Regions from separate parts of the Mus musculus genome. Here region 1 is linked to region 2. Evidence: chromatin contacts called from public Hi-C data. All regions are on one chromosome and are shown on one strand. The core of a region is the stretch at or near the end of the contact, and the rest is flanking DNA. Distances in the headings are between cores, read along the strand shown. Region 1 holds the start of 4930404K13Rik (a long non-coding RNA gene). Region 2 holds the start of 1700006F04Rik (RIKEN cDNA 1700006F04 gene).

What was found. A called contact is a pair of places that touch in the nucleus more often than the background predicts.
Region 1: a contact with region 2 is called in a Hi-C map of cortical neurons, with 1.9 times the contacts expected there. The contact joins the promoter of 4930404K13Rik here to the promoter of 1700006F04Rik in region 2. A contact is called at or near these places in 2 of 484 Hi-C or Micro-C datasets (cortical neurons and nephron progenitors).

Annotation. Positions count from the first base shown.
Region 1 is chr14:119,797,110-119,801,772 of GRCm38.p6, reverse strand. 4930404K13Rik (a long non-coding RNA gene) reads right to left here and starts at 3,333. Exons shown (of 2, transcript XR_383778.4): 1 at 2,428-3,333. The region is part of intron 1 of Hs6st3 (heparan sulfate 6-O-sulfotransferase 3); the gene reads right to left. Gm41249 (a long non-coding RNA gene) reads left to right here and starts at 2,790. Exons shown (of 3, transcript XR_003951102.1): 1 at 2,790-2,849; 2 at 4,314-4,485.
Region 2 is chr14:119,745,974-119,750,835 of GRCm38.p6, reverse strand. It overlaps 1700006F04Rik (RIKEN cDNA 1700006F04 gene), which reads right to left and starts at 1,609. Exons shown (of 3, transcript NR_045621.1): 1 at 1,552-1,609; 2 at 618-724. The region is part of intron 1 of Hs6st3 (heparan sulfate 6-O-sulfotransferase 3); the gene reads right to left.

The sequences.
Region 1 (4,663 bases), core at 2,084-4,583, 49 kb before region 2:
TTGAAACTTGCTTCTGACTACCTGCTATAAAACTAGCGTTATCTTCTTATAGATAAGTACCCAGAAGCCACCTGGAGAGGATCCTGACGTGTGCCTGAGGGTTCCAGTAATAATAGATGTTGTCTAATAGTTGATGGTTACTTATTAACTACACATTTTTTAAGTTCTCTATCTCAAAATGTTTGATTATAGCTTCCAAAAATAGAGAGTATTAACTTTACTCCGCACAAAAATATGTTAATATCGAACGTGCTTTACGAAACTTACTCACAAATTAGCTCTATTCAAAAGCAAGCTCCCGTTGGCAAATGCTGTGCCTGTTGGCTAAGTGCACTGATTCTTTCAGACCAGCAGGGTTCTGTTGGGACATAATTTCTCGAATGCAACCAGAAGAGGTCTCAAATAATCTTGTTGAAGGGCAAGCATCCTAGCCAGCAATAGCCTGGTCACTATAAATTAAATTTGGGTGACAAAGGGGGATGGTTTTCATCAAAAATGAAGAAAGAGGGAAGCTGGTACGAGGTCACCTCAGAAATATCTCTCCATGATACCCCAAAGGGAGGTGATTCTTAGAGAAGGATGGCGGTTCTTCTGACAGATTGATTGCAGGCGAAAGGATTCCCTTCAAAGATGTCAGAGACTTTCCAAGTCCCACAAACAATTAGCTGCAATCACGCCATCAGTCATCTACAAATGGGATCCCACCTAGGCTCATAAAACCACTACTTAACGATTTTGTCAGGCAACGCCCCCCGAGGGAACCTCTGCCTGGAGAAAGCTAAGGAAAATAGACATATGCTTAAGACCCATCCCACTTAAGGGATTGAAATAACACGGAAAAGACAATTAGCACGTTTAATGAGTGCCTTGGAAATTTGCCGTATTTGGGGTTCTGCGTTTTCTTTTTTTTTCTTTTTTTTTTTTTTTTTTGAGATGACTAACACCGTATTGTCACATTTACTTTTTCACATTGTATGCTTTCTTCTTAATCATTTGTTTTCCTTCGTGAACTAAGGCTTCTAAGTGTTTCTCGGCAGATAAGTAATTGTTAGTCTTCCAAGTAGTGAGAAAGTAGGAGAAAATCATAAATCAGAAATATAACCTCTATTTTTCTCACTTTTTTTTTTACACTGTTAGGGGTGAAAAATAAAACAAGAATGAATCAGAAACCAAGCTGTGGTTCTGATTGACTAACACATCTTCCCTCCCAAGTGTCTGCTCAAAGATTATATGCAAAAATGTGGAAGAGTTTGCATCCTATGATTAAGGAAGAGTCCAGAGCTGCTCAGATTTCACGAACAGCAGCGCATTCCTTACAACACCATTGGTACCCATCAAATGATCTCTCATTTTAAAATAGGACATGTCCTCGCCATTTTCTGAAACCCATTTCATAGTAAAACACCTGCCAATGCTCATGAAAGGGAAAAATTGCTCCTTAAGGCTCTGAGTCTATATTTAGTACACAAAGCTTTTGTTGAATACATTACCATATTCTCTGTCATGTGTTTGGTTCCAGCAGTTGGGTGAGCATAAGAGGCACAGCAGTGGGAAGCACAAGGCTCTTCTGTCAGGAGAAGCTCTCAGGAGTGAACCTGAGGTCAGGGTCGAAAGCCCAGGGAAGGCCTTGGGAATGAGAGAGGATGTGTGCTAGAGATTCGTGCTTAAGAATCCAGACCCTCACTCTAGAGAGGCATAGGACAAGGCTGAGAGCTCTGAGTGGTCAAACGTTTGCAATATGGCCAGTGCCACGTAGGGACTGAATTCTTAAATTTTATGACATTTGGTTTCAATGAACTGGACTCCTATATTGCTAATGATCACCCTGCTGAATGGCACAAGATCTCTTTATTTATCTGCTTTTCTTCTTAAGGACGTGGCCAGTGGAATAGACACTAGAGACAGATTGAAGAAAAAGTCGCTTTGCAGTACTGAAAATTTCAGAGACTTCTGCAAGCATCCACAAACAGGTCAGGCATTCACAGAGAAGTAATCAATGAAGCAAAGATCTAGCAAAACCCAGAAGCCGGGACCCGATTCCTTCCATGCGAGGCCGGGACCTGATTCCTTCCATGCGAGCTGGAAGTGGGAGATAGAGCCAAAGTAGAGTAAAAGAGCAGACAAGAAATAGACTTGTCGTTCTGACCTCTCAAGTAGCAAGAATTCTGCAGGAACAGAAGCCAGCCGATGATGGAAAGCTTGTCCAGAGCAATCCGGGATGAATGGGGGAGGGGCGCTGAGCAAGATGGCGGGGATGGGGTGGGGGCTAGAAGTACTTCCGAGATCTCCCTATCCATCTGCTTTGTGCACCACACACCCAATCGATGCGAGGGGATGAGAGGGCAGCGGGCACTTATCAGGGATATTGGATTTTTATCGCTATGTTAGCAAGCAAGAGTGTGACCTTGGGAAGCGCGCTTAACTCACTATCTCGACGGCTTCATCTATTTAAGGCAACGGTAATGAGAGTTGGTTTCAGGTGCTTTGGGAGCCTCCGATGAAAGCATAGATATAATCATCGCTAGTTCCTCTTCCCTTCTCCATCGGGCCATGCTGAGCTGAGCTCTCCTCTTCCTAAGACCAATCACTTTCGAACCAGTCTATTTTCTGTTATAGATTTTTTTTAAAACCAGTCCAACTCAACCCTTTGTAAAGGCCTCTTTGGAAGTATAACAATTGGAGCTAAAATTAGTGTTATTCCCGTTTTCCGTAGAACAGGCTTTGAAGTGGTTCATGGGAAGCTCTGTGTGAGGAAGCGCTTAGACTCCGGAGCAGTGAAGGAGGAAACGTTAAATTAAGACTACTACAAAGTGCTCGTCGTCGTCGTCAAAGGGCACGCGCATGGTTCTGTTAGTATGGCAGTCACACAGTCTGCGTTTTGCATTTCTCCAGTTTTGTTCCTTATACCGTTTGTCTTAGTCTCCTTCCTGTTACTATAATGAAATACTTCGTCAAGAGCCACCCAAAGCTCGATTCTGGATTTCACTTTGGGAGTATAGTCCATGAAGGGAGTGTTGTGCAAGCAGGAGCTCAATATAGCTTGTCACATCCCTTGACTCAGGAGCTAAGTGCCAAATACACACTGCTGCTCAGATCCCTTCTTTATATAATCAAGGATTCCAGCCAGGAAGTGCTGCCATCCATAGTGGGCGGGTCTTAACACACAAATTCAGACAATCATATTATGCCTCCACCATAAGCATACAGAGCCATCTCCCTTTGATATTTAGGGATAATTATCACACCACTTTTAAATCTAATTTTTTTTGTAACCTCACAGTTACTTGAGAATAATTATGTTTGAAATCCATACTGGAATATTGTGCCTTGCAGTTTACTTTCTTGCCCAAATTTATCTCTCTCTCATATATATATATATGATGCTATATATATATATATATATATATATATATATATATATATATGATGATATATATATGATGTGTGTGTGTATACACACACACACACACACACACACACACACACACACACATACACACACACACACACAGACAGACACACTCCTTATAGTTAGGAAAGCTTACAAAGAGCTGTGAGATTCCAGCACTGTACTAAATGTATTACAAACATTAACTCATTTAATCAACAACAACAATACAATGTAGCTACTTTTAGCACTAATGCATCTGTGACCAAACTGAAACAAAGAAGCTTTAAAATCTTTGCCAAGTCGTGGAGTTCTCAGTGGGGCCGTCAGCGTCAGCTCTAAAATGGTGGCTCCCATTTCCTTGTGTTTATATGAAAGCAGACGTCTGAAATCAGTTTTAGAGAACTATCTGGTTTGGAATCTTTTCAGTTTGTAATTTTTCCACCTCAGAGTTGCTTTTCCATACCCCCCGGCTCTGCTCAGACCTCATCTGCAAAAGTCCCAGGAGGGCACTCTGCACCATTCCATACACTGGGGTCCCTTTCCTCGGTTCTCTTACTGAGTTATTCCTGGAATAAGGATGACACTGGGACACAATGTTGGTTCAAGTTTCTATTTCTTGAAAAACAAGGAAGAGAACTAGAGAGAAGACAGGAGAAGAGGAAGGGACTGGGGAAGGGAGACAGGAGAAGGACAGTGGAGGGAGTCAGGAAGTGTGGGGAGGAGCTGTCAGGCTTGAAAGCCTCCCTAGGAGCTCAATTCTCACAGGGTAAATTTAGTAACTGCTAATTATTTAGAGTCAGTGACTTGAGTGGTTAAAGAACAGGTTGGACTTCAAATAAATATACCTTGTACTGCCAAAAAGAAACAGTCTCGAATAAGGCCATTGAGCCCATGAATAATCTTTTGTTAATTTTATCCACAGGGTGCAAGGACAGAGAAGAACAGAGGATAAATCTCCAGCTGGAGTTGACACAGAACCGGCCTACAGAGAACAGCACAGTTCATCCGTCACGCCTCCTTCTGCTCTGAGCACGGGCAAGGGGAAGGTTCAGGGTCGCGTCCTGACACTCTCGGTGGACAGAGCACCTCAAGGGGTTAGTACTCATTCAAATGCCTGGAGATTGCAATTGTCAGCAGCATAACTGTTAGTCTCCTTCATAAACACACCATGGTGTGCTTACTAGTTTCTGGGTTTCTTGGTCTTTAAACCTCACACTCACTTATGTGGGTGTATCTGTGGGGTGGGTGTGTATGTATGTGTGCAGGTGGATA
Region 2 (4,862 bases), core at 360-2,859:
GCTTCCTGGCCCAGGCATTCCCCTATACTGGGGCATAGAGTCTTCACAGGACCAAGGGCCTCTCCTCCCATTGATAACCGACTAGGTCACCATCCTCTGCTACATATGCAGCTAGAACCATGAGTCCCAGCATGTGTTTTCTTTGGTTGGTGATTTAGTCCCAGGGAGCTCTGGGGGTACCGGTTAGTTCATATTGTTGTTCCTCCTATGGGACTGTAAACCCCTTCAGCTCCTTGGGTCCTTTCTAGCTCTTGCACTGAGAACCCTGTGCTCTGTCCAATGGATGGCTGTGAGCATCCACTTCTGTATTTACTGTTTTCTATTGAGGTGCAAGGAGAGTCTAGCATGATGATCTTCCATGGGTTAATATTTAGAATGGCACATCTCTGAGCATTTTCTTAAACTTTATATATTTACATGGTACATACAAATGAAATGAAGCGCACTTTGCCCACAAATATGTGAGAGTGATAAGTGCTTTTGTGGGGTTCCACATTATCCTCCCATGTGAATTCTTAGGGATACACATAAGCCTTTACTTCCAGATCGTCACCAGGAAAGTTTGGTAACATTTTGTAATGCCAATTTCTTTGTGTGATGAAGTCAATGGGTCTCACCTCATGGCACTTGGAGAGAAAAGAAATCAACCACGGAAGGTTCCTTGCTCGGTCCTTATTGGTTACGATACAGCCCTCCGTGTAGCAGCATCTCCTCATCTTGTTCTCTGCTCCAAGGCATGCAGGAATAAGGACACATATGTATGTGTGCTGCCATGTAAGGATTAAGCACCACTGTCTCTGTGAGTGTGCAGTGTATGGCATAAATTTAAAGTGCATCAGAAAGAAATCTACCTAGAGACCACTTGAGAAATGCAGTTCTTCATACCCACTTCAGACAACTATTTATTCTCTCCAGAAATTGCTCCCTCTGAGAGAGCAATCCATCCATTACAGAGGACCCATTGTGCTACACATTTGGCTACCTATGTACACGATTTACTTCATACAAGTGGGTAGCAGAATCATATGAGCCACCAAGGCCCTGAGCTATAAAACCATCATTGTGTCTCCTTTTTAACACCATCTCTTTCAGATTTATGGGTTAATTGGAGTGGTATACACTGCTCACAAACTATTTCTGGATGGTCTCAGACACCCCGTGATTAGTTGTTCTGCTTTTTATGCATAACTTTTTATCCAATCCCCATATTTCATGACAGTTTATTCACTATGAGACCAGGTTGTCATCTTGCCTATTGGAAGAAGGATACCACAGGTATCCTGCTCCAGACTGGACCTGTGGGTCTGGTTTCCCTGGGGACTGGGTTGTGTCATGTGATTTTTTTTTCTGGAAACTGTCTTAATGGGAGGATATTTTGCTTAAGCAGACACTTCAGAGGATGTTTTGCTGAGAACAGACACATGATGCTTTTCTGGAAGCTGTTGGGTGAAAGGGCATGTGATGTTTTGTTGAAGTGGATGTTTGAGAGGACATGTGATGTTTGGAAAGAGTATCCAACAGACAGTGGATGATGTTCTGACATTGGCTCACCTTGCTGATTTTCACGGGGCTTCGCTGACACTCCTCCTTGCTGACAACGTTCTGGCCTTAGTTTGCCTTGCTGTCTTCCTTGATCTTTGCTTGTCATGACTTCACAGAGAGAAGCACACCAAAGAACTTCTGGTGGCATTGTGAGCACATCTTGTGAACTCTGAGCTGATTGGTAGAGCATTGCAGTTATTCTGGATCAAGCCTCTGCTGCTGGTTCATGTTTGGTGTTTTGCTAGTGGACTGGACTGCAGACAACGAAGATTGGAGTTGCCTCAAGAAATTACTTCTAAACAGATCTATGTTCCCCCTAGTACTATTAGTCATTTTCCTCACCTACCTTTTGTTTGTGAGCTATAAGCGAGGTTGCAGCATTTAAGAACCCTTATTAAAGTAGGTTTTGAAAAATAAACTTTATGCCTAGTTTAAAATATATAAAACCAATGTATCCTTCTTGGAACAACAATAGAATAAAATAGTCAGAGATAGTTGTTAATTTAGATTGTAGATGGAGAGATAGATAGATGATAATGATAGATAGATAGATAGATAGATAGATAGATAGATAGATAGATAGATAGATAATAGGTGATGGATGGTTAATAGATAATAGATTATATAGATATAGATATGAGTAGAATAGATATAGAGAGATATTGCAATTAGAATTTTTCTCCAGTTAAAATTATGGACTTGGTGACATGTCACAGAATGACCACCTAATGGCGAGTCTGGGTTGAGCTTATTGCTTGATCTTGCTCATTGCTAGAAGTGGAAGGTAATTTCCTTCATTTAGCTTCCCAGGGTTTCTTTCTCTTGTAACTTAGATTGCTATGGGACAACTTTATTTATCTGTTCATGCAAACCTGTACTTAAAAGTTATTAGCCCACCATTTCTTACTATCTGTAGAATGTTTCATATAAGAGGAAATTTGAAAAATGTGAGTAAATTAATTATTTGTGTAGTTCAAGACACAACTGACTCTGCATAACTCCCAGGAGGAAAATGGGATCACTCACGTTACTTAGAAGAGGCCTTGACAAACTGAACCACTGAGAGAGGGTGGCCTTTAACTTGTAGATGCACTTACAGATGTGCAGTGTGCTTCTGGTGTCCAGATTTCATGGTCTATATCTCACTCTGGTTTGAAGCTTCATGATGGCAAATATCTTTGAGTCCTTTTGGCTCTAGTAATCAACCCCTTCCCCATATTCCCATAAGTAGCTCCAGTAAAGTTCATTGGTTCAAAAAAAAAAAAAAAAAAAAAAGAAGGGAAGAAAGAATTAAAAATTTTAGGAAAAAAATAGTTTGAGAAAGAGAACATCAAATAATCATAATGATATAAATTGGCCTTGTTGAATTTGATCTTTTACATTCACCCAGTGATGAAGCACAAATTTCATTATTATTAAGAAACAGGATGCACATTTTATCAGTTTGAATACAAAAGTGCAGAGAGCCCAGGAATGATAAGGAATGAAAACAGTAAGATGTCCCAGATTAGAAAGGAAAGGAACAAGGAATCCCATCTATAATTGATAAATTGAAAGTTTTAAGATTTCACCACAAGTGTTTCTGAAAACACAATATAAATCAAAGAAGAAGCTAAAGAAGTACTCTATGTAATGATCCGCTTAAAAATTGCTGAGGGCAGCCAGAAGAGGTAAGAGTGAACACAACTCTCAACGTTCATTGTGAGGAATAGATAATGATTCCATCAGCAGGATGTTCACCCTCAGTAGCCATATGGCAGGTAGCTGCTTGCAGCAGAAGTAGCCCACGGTGATTCACAGTGGCTGCTTCTAGGAGACAGAAGCAATAGAAAAACTTTCTTTTAAAATCGAGATAATTTTATAAGGTTTTGAAATACACGCTGATGTTTCCAATTAAGAACTTTGCCATATTTTTAAAACAACATTTTCAGTTTTAGTTTGTTAGTGTATAGCTATTTTGGGTCCTCTGGAGAAGTAGCCAGTGCTTTTAACTGCTGAGCCATCTCTACTGCCTGAATTCTGCCATATTTTATCTGGTTTTCTTTTTTCTTTTCCTTTTCTTTTTTCTTTTTGATTTTTTTGAGACAGGGTTTCTCTGTATAGCCCTGGCTGTCCTGGAACTCACTTTGTAGACCAGGCTGGCCTAGAACTCTGAAATCTGCCTGCCTCTGCTTCCCAAGTGCTGCTTATCTGGTTTTCTTAATTAAAAGCATTTTTTCAGGTTTTTGTGTTTCTGTATGTTCATGTATGTTGGTGTGTGTGTGTGTGTGTGTGTGTGTGTGTGTGTGTGTGTGTGCAGCATCCACTGACGGTGTGAGCATGCACATTGTTTTGAAGCCAAAGCTTCTTATTTTGCCCTAGGATCTGTCTGTCTGTCTGTCTTTACCTCCCCATTCCTGGGATTATAAGAACAAGACACCACATTTGGCCGTTTTCATATTCATCCAGTAGGTTAAACACAAGTCCTCGGAGTTGTATAGCAAACACTTAATGGCTGAGCTGCTGCTTTAGTCCATGGTTTTAGAGAGGGTCTCGGAGTTGCTAACTGCTGAAGAAAACCTCAAATCCCTGATCTGCCTGCCTCTACTGCTCAGCTGCTAGGATTATAGGTGATGATGATTGGGAACCGAACTCAGGGCTTCATCCTGATCCTCACTGGCAAGCATTCTTTCAACTAATCACAGTCCCAGACCCCAATATTCTTTTTAGCCTAGAAAGAGAAAAATACACCTGAAGAAGAAAAGTGTGCATAGCTAATTCATGCTTGGCTCCCCAGAGTTACAACTGTGTTAGTTGGTGCTGGTGTTGTATTCTCTTGATTTTTTTGTGGGTATATAAATCATAATCCTATAGCTTTTATATCAGAATAGCCAATGATCATGTATTTCTTTATCAACATTTAACCATGCCTCAAGATCATTCTAGGCTCTTTTTGCTATTTGGCCCCAGCAGTTTGGGGTCAACATGCTTATGAATCCTTCCATTAATGGACAGTTGAGTTCTTTCCAACCCTCAGTATTTTAAGTCCCATATCCTTAAGGCCAATGACCTGAGACATCTATATCCAGGTAGATGTGCATGCACAAGTGTTCTATGCCAGGTCTTACATAAACTAAGATGTTTGTTTTTATTGCAGCATTATTCACAGTAGTGATATGGATAGAAGAATGATCTTCATTATTAATCATCGTCAGTGGACAAAGAAAATGGAGTATATACACAAGGAAATACTACCCAGCTGTACAATGATGCAAGCTTGTCATTTGTGGCAATATGGGAGAGCCTGCCATATTAAGTGAAAAACGTTAAACATAGGATAG